Regions from separate parts of the Sus scrofa genome. Here region 1 is linked to region 2. Evidence: chromatin contacts called from public HiChIP or PLAC-seq data. All regions are on one chromosome and are shown on one strand. Each heading gives the region's core, a stretch centred on a gene start, on an enhancer-like site or on the middle of the called end of the contact. The rest is flanking DNA. Distances are from core to core; before and after follow the strand shown. Region 1 has its middle 180 kb from the start of IRF2BP2. Region 2 has its middle 110 kb from the start of IRF2BP2.

Evidence for each region. HiChIP or PLAC-seq counts read pairs in DNA pulled down with a chosen protein or histone mark.
Region 1: an H3K27ac HiChIP or PLAC-seq map of skeletal muscle shows a contact between it and region 2. The contact joins two enhancer-like sites. A contact is called at or near these places in 11 of 47 Hi-C or Micro-C datasets (embryonic fibroblasts, fetal liver, heart right ventricle and 4 more) and 1 of 2 datasets of contacts at active chromatin or transcription factors (skeletal muscle).

Annotation. Positions count from the first base shown.
Region 1 is chr14:56,362,672-56,366,388 of Sscrofa11.1, forward strand. No RefSeq gene overlaps it. Among named protein-coding and RNA genes, the nearest start is that of IRF2BP2, 180 kb to the right of the region's middle. Within about 2 kb of position 1,635, at least 60 of the 83 cell types and tissues checked have an H3K27ac peak or open chromatin away from gene starts, as enhancers often do. A contact at or near this core is called in fetal liver, skeletal muscle and subcutaneous adipose tissue, where this site is marked.
Region 2 is chr14:56,431,994-56,435,483 of Sscrofa11.1, forward strand. No RefSeq gene overlaps it. Among named protein-coding and RNA genes, the nearest start is that of IRF2BP2, 110 kb to the right of the region's middle. Within about 2 kb of position 1,613, at least 37 of the 83 cell types and tissues checked have an H3K27ac peak or open chromatin away from gene starts, as enhancers often do. A contact at or near this core is called in fetal liver, skeletal muscle and subcutaneous adipose tissue, where this site is marked.

The DNA of each region.
Region 1 (3,717 bases), core at 385-2,884, 69 kb before region 2:
CCCTCTTTCCCCAACCAATCAGCAGGTCAGCAGATATATCCTGAGACATCTCCTCTCCCTGGGCTATTAAAACAGACATGACCACACGTTCAAGGATTGGTTCTCCCCGATCATCAGCAAGTCAGCCTGCTTTGCTTGCAGCATCTCTTATCTCAATAAACTCTACTTTCTCTCCCCTCGCCATGCTCAATAAACTCTTCTTTCTTTTCACCCCGATACGAGTCCAGAAATTATTTTGTGACCCGTGTGCACAGACCACAACAGGTCCAAAGGCATCTATACTGTCTCCTGGGTCTTTCTAAGTGTCAGGGAGCAGGAGGGTCTCTCTAGTGTGGCCCCCACAGCATTGCTCCAACGTTGTCCATAACCTCTTGACCATCCATGTTTATCGCACACTCTTCATCTTTGCCGTCATCCTCTTGGGCCACCAAGTCTGAGCGCACCTTTCCCAGAGCGTTCTGCCCCCCAGCTCACGTTTCCCCAGCTAGTTTTCTTGGTGGCGGCAATTCATCCCTGGCTACTCGAGAGAATTAGCCTTAAAAAAAAAAAAATACACATGTTGGAGTTCCCACTGTGGCTCAGTGGTTAACAAATCTGACTAGGAACCATGAGGTTGTGGGTTCGATTCCTGTTTAAGGATCCAGCGTTGCCAGGAGTTGTGGTGTAGGTTGCAGATGCAGCTCAGATTCTGCATTGCTATGGCTGTGGCGTAGGCCGGCAGTTGTAGTTCTGATTCGACCCTAGCCTGGGAGAGCCTGGGAACCTCTATATGCCAAGGGTGTGGTCCTGAGAAGCAAAAAGAAAAAAAAAAAAATACACATGCTTGTGTCCTGCACCCAGAAATGTTTCTAGTGGTGGAGGTGGTGTATCTGGGAGTTGTCTGCGCAAAACAGGAATTTTGCCCCCTGCATCCTCTTGTTTCCTGGGCTGGGCCTTGGGGGAAAGCTCTCCTGGGCACCAGGACCTGGTGTCACAATCAGGCCATAAGAAACTGAGGCTAATGCTGCTTTTTTCCAGGGCAGCGAACAGGCAACCTCTCTGCCCAGCAAGGCCACCCTGGGCCCCAGCAGGACGACTGGGGTCAGGGACGGGGGCACTGGCCAGGGTGACCCCGGGGGAGGGGCTGGTGTGGCCTCATGCCTCTCAGCCTGAGTTCCTTGGACCCCCTTGGCTTTTCTGATCGTGAGTCCCTGGGCTCCTCTCCTCCCCGCAAAATGCCCAAGGAAAGAATCATACAGAGGACAGGCTCAACTGTGGGAGGCTGGAGCAAAAAGCCAATAAAACTGGCTTTATTTGTAATGTTCCCGTGTTTGTTATTTCGTTATCCCTACCCTGCTTCCTCCAAGCAATGTAACAAGGAAAAGGATTTAAAAAAAAAAAAAACTCCCTGCTCTAAGTATGCATGAACTTCATGGCCTCACTTGATCCTTTACCTCCTTCTTCTCCAGCAGGCCAGTGCATGAATTCCTCTCCCAAACGGTGTGTTTTCCATCCTAACTTTTATGGCATGTCCCTCGATTAATGGTTGACGTATTCATTTTCTCCCCTCCGCCCCCATTATCAAAGTGTGCTTTGACTAACGATTAACTCTCTGGTTAACAGAAAGAAACCTGTTAATCATCTACAAGCCCTCGAGCAGGAAAATCATTCTTTGTAACCTTTTCCCAACGGCAGGAGAGCCCCCTGTCCCGAGGCAGCTGACCTTCAACCACACCTGGGTCCCGAAGCTTGCAAAACCCCGACTGTAATCGTGTTACAAGGGCTTATTAGTAAGCCAAGGTCATAAACCCCTGAGGAGCGAGTGACGCTGGTTCTCCCAGCCAGGCAGGGAGAGCACTCTTCAGTCCAGACACCCTAACTCCAGGACCCTATAAAGAGACCAAGCGGCACCTCTTTTTTAAAAAAAAAAAAAATTGTTTTGCCAGTGAGGGCTAATCATTCTCTGTTGTACATTCTTTGTTGCTGGGAGACTCAATGGCTGTACAGGCTGTTCTTTCTCGGAGCCATAGTTCAAAAGTGCTCCTGACCCAAACACACACGTGTTGTAATCCTGCCCTCCCTTGTGTGGGGCCGGCAGACAACTAGCAAGTGTGCAGCCCCAGCCAGACCCAGAGGCTGGAAGGGGGGAACCTTCTTCTGAAGTTAGGTGGGCGGTGCCTTTCTTTCCTGGAAGGAGCTGGAGGAGGAGGGGAAGGGATGGGGCGGGATGCTTTAGGGGGCCCCCTCCTCACCCCAGAGGGAAGGGCTGGAGACCTGTGGCTCACCATCTGGGATGCGATGTGTGCCCCAGGGCTAGAGAGTCAGTCCTCGTGGAGAAAGCAACCCCTTCGTTCATTTGCAAAGCTGATCTGCTGTGGAGTGGGGAGGCCGGGAGAAAGGAGGGCTCCCCTCCATCCTTGCTGGGTTTGGCTTGCTTTTCTCCCTGGTGGCACCCCGCTCCTTCTTCTTAAATAAGACCCGGCAGCAAGGGAGAGTCTGGTCTGCTGAGAGGACGCAGGCGCTGCCAGACTTATTAGGAAAGAGGCAGCCCGGGTTTTGGCCAGCGCTGGCGCTGTGGACCACATGGTCCTCTGCGCGCCTGGTTACTGTCAGCGCTGCGCTCTGGACCCCGCCGCCCTGGCCTCCTCCCCGCTGCCCGCAGCGCCTGCCCTGCTCCGATCCAAACATTTCCACATTAGGCAGCCTTGCTGCCTGGCTCCCCGCCTCCAGCCGTGACCTGGGGTGACCTCCGTCCCGGGCTCGATGCCAAGCGCTCCACCACAGGTGCACTTGCCTGTTTTCTGGGTCGCCCTTGTGATCTGGTGTCCAGGTGCTTGGCAACATTTAGCAAACCTTCCTCGGTGCTCTGTGTCGTCTTGACACTGTTTGCGCAGACACCCTTGGGGATGCGGGAGAGGAGCTGGTGCCTCTCCTTCATGCACTTAGTGCCTGGCATGCCGCGCTGGCCTCACCAAGATGCTGGATGACCCTCTCTCCCTCTTCATCCCCCGCCCTCCCCCTTTAAGCAGGTCTGACTTGTCTTTTGGACTCAGAGAGTCAGAGCAGAAGTTACGATTCCTTCTACACACACACCCACCCCTAGATTTGTGCAGCCATATATGGTAGCCACCCGGGCATGTGGCTCAGGAGTGGTGAAAATGGGACTGCTTCAAACTGAGACATGCTGGGTGGGGGTAAGTCACACTGGATTTCGAGGACTTTGTTAAAAAAAAAGAACGGGAAGTATCACACATGTTGAAATGCTCATATTTAAGGAAGAGTGGATTAAGTAAAATATGCTATTAAGAAGAATGTTACCTTTCTGTCCACTTCCTTTAATGCGGCTACTGAAAGATGCAGCACATTAGTTCGCATTGTATTGGGGTTGGACTGCTACGCTCTTGCCTGTTCCACTGGGGACGGTTCCTTCCGTGCTTCCTAATATTCTGGGGGTCCCTGACAGCGGGTGGTTGCAGGCTCTGTACCTACAGCTCCCTTCCTGCCCTCAGAACTTCTAGCCACAGTCCTGGATCCAGGCCTGGGACCTCCTATCCTGGCGGCATCCCCACAGGAAGGCCCCTGGCTACACAGCCATCCTTGCCTCATGGGTGTTCTCAGCCTGCTCGGCTGTCCCTGAGCCCTGCTCTCCTCTGGTCTCTGTGCCCAGTGTCCCTGGCAGACAGCATGTGAACGTGTGTGTGCTCAGCCTGAGGTTGGTGAGCTGCCCTGAAGGGAGGA
Region 2 (3,490 bases), core at 363-2,862:
CATATGGAGCTCCCAGGCCAGGGATCAGATCCGAGCCACAGCTGCCACCTTAGCCACAGGTACAGTGACACTGGACCCTTAACCCACTGTGCCAAGCCAGGGATCAAACTGCCTCCCAGCACTCCCAAGACACCACCAATCTCATTGTGCCACAATGGGAACTCCTGGGACTGTGTTTTATATTCCCCTCTCTCAGTTCATGTCCAAATGCTTAAGGGGAGGAAAAAAATGATCTCTGGAACTCCATACCCATCCTATAGGTGAGGAGAAGTAAGTTGCTAATGAGAGAAAGGGCCAGGGCTCAGTTCCAGGAAAGCTGCTGAAAACACCTGCTCTAACCACTGGCCCACACTGCCTCCCAAAGGGTAGGAAGCACCATTCTCTAGTTAACCTGTAAAGTAAAATGTGGGCCTGGGAAAGGTGAAGGCATGTTTCCGTTCCATGCAACAGGGTGCATGCAATCTACATACCATCTACAGGTCATACAATACACAATAGTTGATACAATATACAACAGGCAAAATGTGCCTGGCCCCTTTCCTTGGTCACTTGACTGGTTCAGGCCACGGCCGACAGACTGATTGCCAGTGTACTTTGTCAGATTCCCTCTACCCACCCACCCCCCGGCTCCACCATTCATTTTCCAGAACCCTCTGTTCTGTATTTGCAGTTTCAGTTCTGTATTTGTGGACACAATCTATGAAACAATTCAAAGGGGGAAAGAAATACTTTGGTGAAAGGTAGAAAAATTAACCAAAAAATGGGTTAGGCTGAAAATTCCTCTAAGGCTTGAGGATGAACATTCAAACCTAAGACGAGAAAGTCAAGGTGAGTTTGTCCATTGGGCTAAGAAGGAACAGTGTGGGAAAGTCACACGCTTGTGAGAACCAAGTCAGGCAGGCGGATAACATTCAAGGGCTGGAAAGGATGAAATAAGATATTCTGAGCACATGAGCAATGGCAGCTGGGAGAGCACTGGCCCTTTTCACTCCAGATTTTATAAACTTCAGGTAAAAGAGAGGCAGCAGTGAGAGGCGCATCCTCAGTGTGGTCCCCCCAGGCAAATCTGAGTGGCAGAGATTTTAAGTTGGGTCCATTTTACTTTAGAACTGCCCCGTGTGTGTGCCCGGGTGGCTGGGCTTGGCTTTCTCCGCCTTTGTCTTTGCCGTCTCTCCCTGTTTCCCCACAAAACCAAAGCTACTTGTTCTCCCAGCTTCACAAAGAGGAAAAAAAAAAAAAACGACTCCAAGAGGAAATCACTTCACAGCAAGTGAGCCCTGGGAAGAATTCAAGAGTGAGGAGCCCTTGTAATGAGATTAAGGGAAAAATGCTCTTGTGCCTCCAACTCAGACCCGTCCTCCGTGCGCAGAAGCAGCCAAAACAAATACCGGCATTGTTTTGGGAAGGAAAAGGTTAACAAGCTAGGAAAACAAAATCAGAGATATTTTTCAAAGCGTGACCCTGGGCAGGATGAGCAGAGAGCAGCCTGCCGTTGCAGCAGCATCTCCCCTCCTGGCTGATGTTTATCCTGCAGCTTGTGGGGGGCGGGGAGCAGCTGTGACATTCAGAGAGACCACAGGTTGCTGTCTTCTGCATGGCAGTCGGGCTGCACTCATCGGGCAGAGGCATGAAAGCCTGGGTCCAGAGGAAAAGACGCACAGCTCCTTGGCCCCTTCTTAGAAATGAGCTTAGAAAAAATTCTTTGTGGATCATGCAAAGCTTGGAACACATGCTTTCATCTACCCCTGGCCAAAGCACTAGACTGCAAATGGAAATTTGGAGGCTGTGTCCAGGCTTGGGTTTCAGGCTGGCCTTGAGGACGTGCTTCAGTTTCCTGATTCAGTCAATTAATATTTATCCGGCGCCCACTGTGTGCTGGGGCTGAGGGTCTCCTGCTGCGGATATAAAGTTGATAGACCCCCATCTTTGTCTTTAAGGGACGTACAGTCTGGTAGAGAGAACAGATGTGCGAACAGATTGTTATCCTTGTAATATGTGAAGCATATATAGCTAATATTTAATATTGATGTTTCCCAAATACAGCTGTAATGGGGATGATGCCCGTGGACATTTGACACTCAAACCGTGTTGTGTGTGAGTGTGAGTTGCGTGTGTGTGTGTGTGTGTGTGTGTGTGTGTGGCCAGATGTCCATCACCCTCTGTAGGCAGTGCCCCTGGTTCTTTAGGAGCCTGCAAGCCCACTTCCCTGCTCTCAGCAGGCTTCTGATGATGGGAGCTGCCCTCTGGAAGTCCCGTGGAGCTTCTGGGATGAAGTGTGAAGGGCTAAGATGAGGAAATAGAGGGGCTTCCTTGCCACTCTTCATCCAACAGAGATCGCCAGTGTTCAAGAGGGCCCAGACGCTCTTTGTTCAATCATGCACGCTGCTGGTGATCATGATGGGAGGTTCTGTAGACAGAATCCACAGCCCAAGACAGAGAAACTGGTGAGAGGGTCGAGGTGTCTGTAAGTGGCTTCCATGACATGGTGCCTAGTTTTCTCCAACAAGACTTAACATATTCCTTGTCACATTAAAGTCTCAGCTCTAGGAGGTCCCGTCGTGGCTCAGTGGGTTAAGAACACGACATAGTGTCTGTGAGGATGTGGGTTCGATCCCTGTCCTCGATGAGCAAGTCAAGGATCCGGTGTTGCCGCAAGCTGTGGTGTAGGTCACAGATGCAGTTTGGATCCAGTGTTCTGTGGTTGTGGCATAGACCCCAGCTGCAGCTCTGATACCATGCCTAGCCTGGAAACTTTCATATGCTGCAGCCATAAAAAGAAAAAAAAAAAAAAAGTCTCAGCTCTGTCTTGCTGAGAAGGACCCATTTGGGACTGTACAGGAAATCGCTGAACTTTGCTCAGACTGGGATGGTAAGGCTTATTCTCAACATCTCCACGATTATTTCACTTTTTTTTGTTTGTTTGTTTGGGTTTTTTTTTTTTTGTTTTTTATGGCCGTACCCGCGGCATATGAAGGTCTTAGGCTAGGGGTTAAATCGGAGCTACAGCTGCTGGCCTACACCACAGCCACAGCAACACCAGATTTGAGCTGTATGTGCAACCTACACCACAGCTGAGGGCAATGCTGGATCCTTAACCCAATGAGTGAGGCCAGAGATCAAAGTGGCATCCTCATGGATACGAGTCAGATTCATTACCACTGAGCCACAACGGGAACTCCCTTCATGATTGTTTTGTACTCAAAACTTCACAGTCCTGGCTGGCAATTTCCCAAGATCTGCATTGATGAGATTCATTTCCATGCATCAGAAAGTAGAAATATCAGAAGGCACACAGAGCCACTTGGACTCTGGGAGGAAAGGCAGTGACTTATCTAAAATCAGAGTTCCAACCCTTTCCTGGCAGCCAGGTCCTTTTCCTGGGGTTTGTAGTCATCAGCCAAGAAATGTGGTAACACATGAAAGTAGATTTGGTGTCAGGGCAGATAGAGCAATTACGCTGCTCCTTCCTTCTGCAGTCAGGGGAAAATTA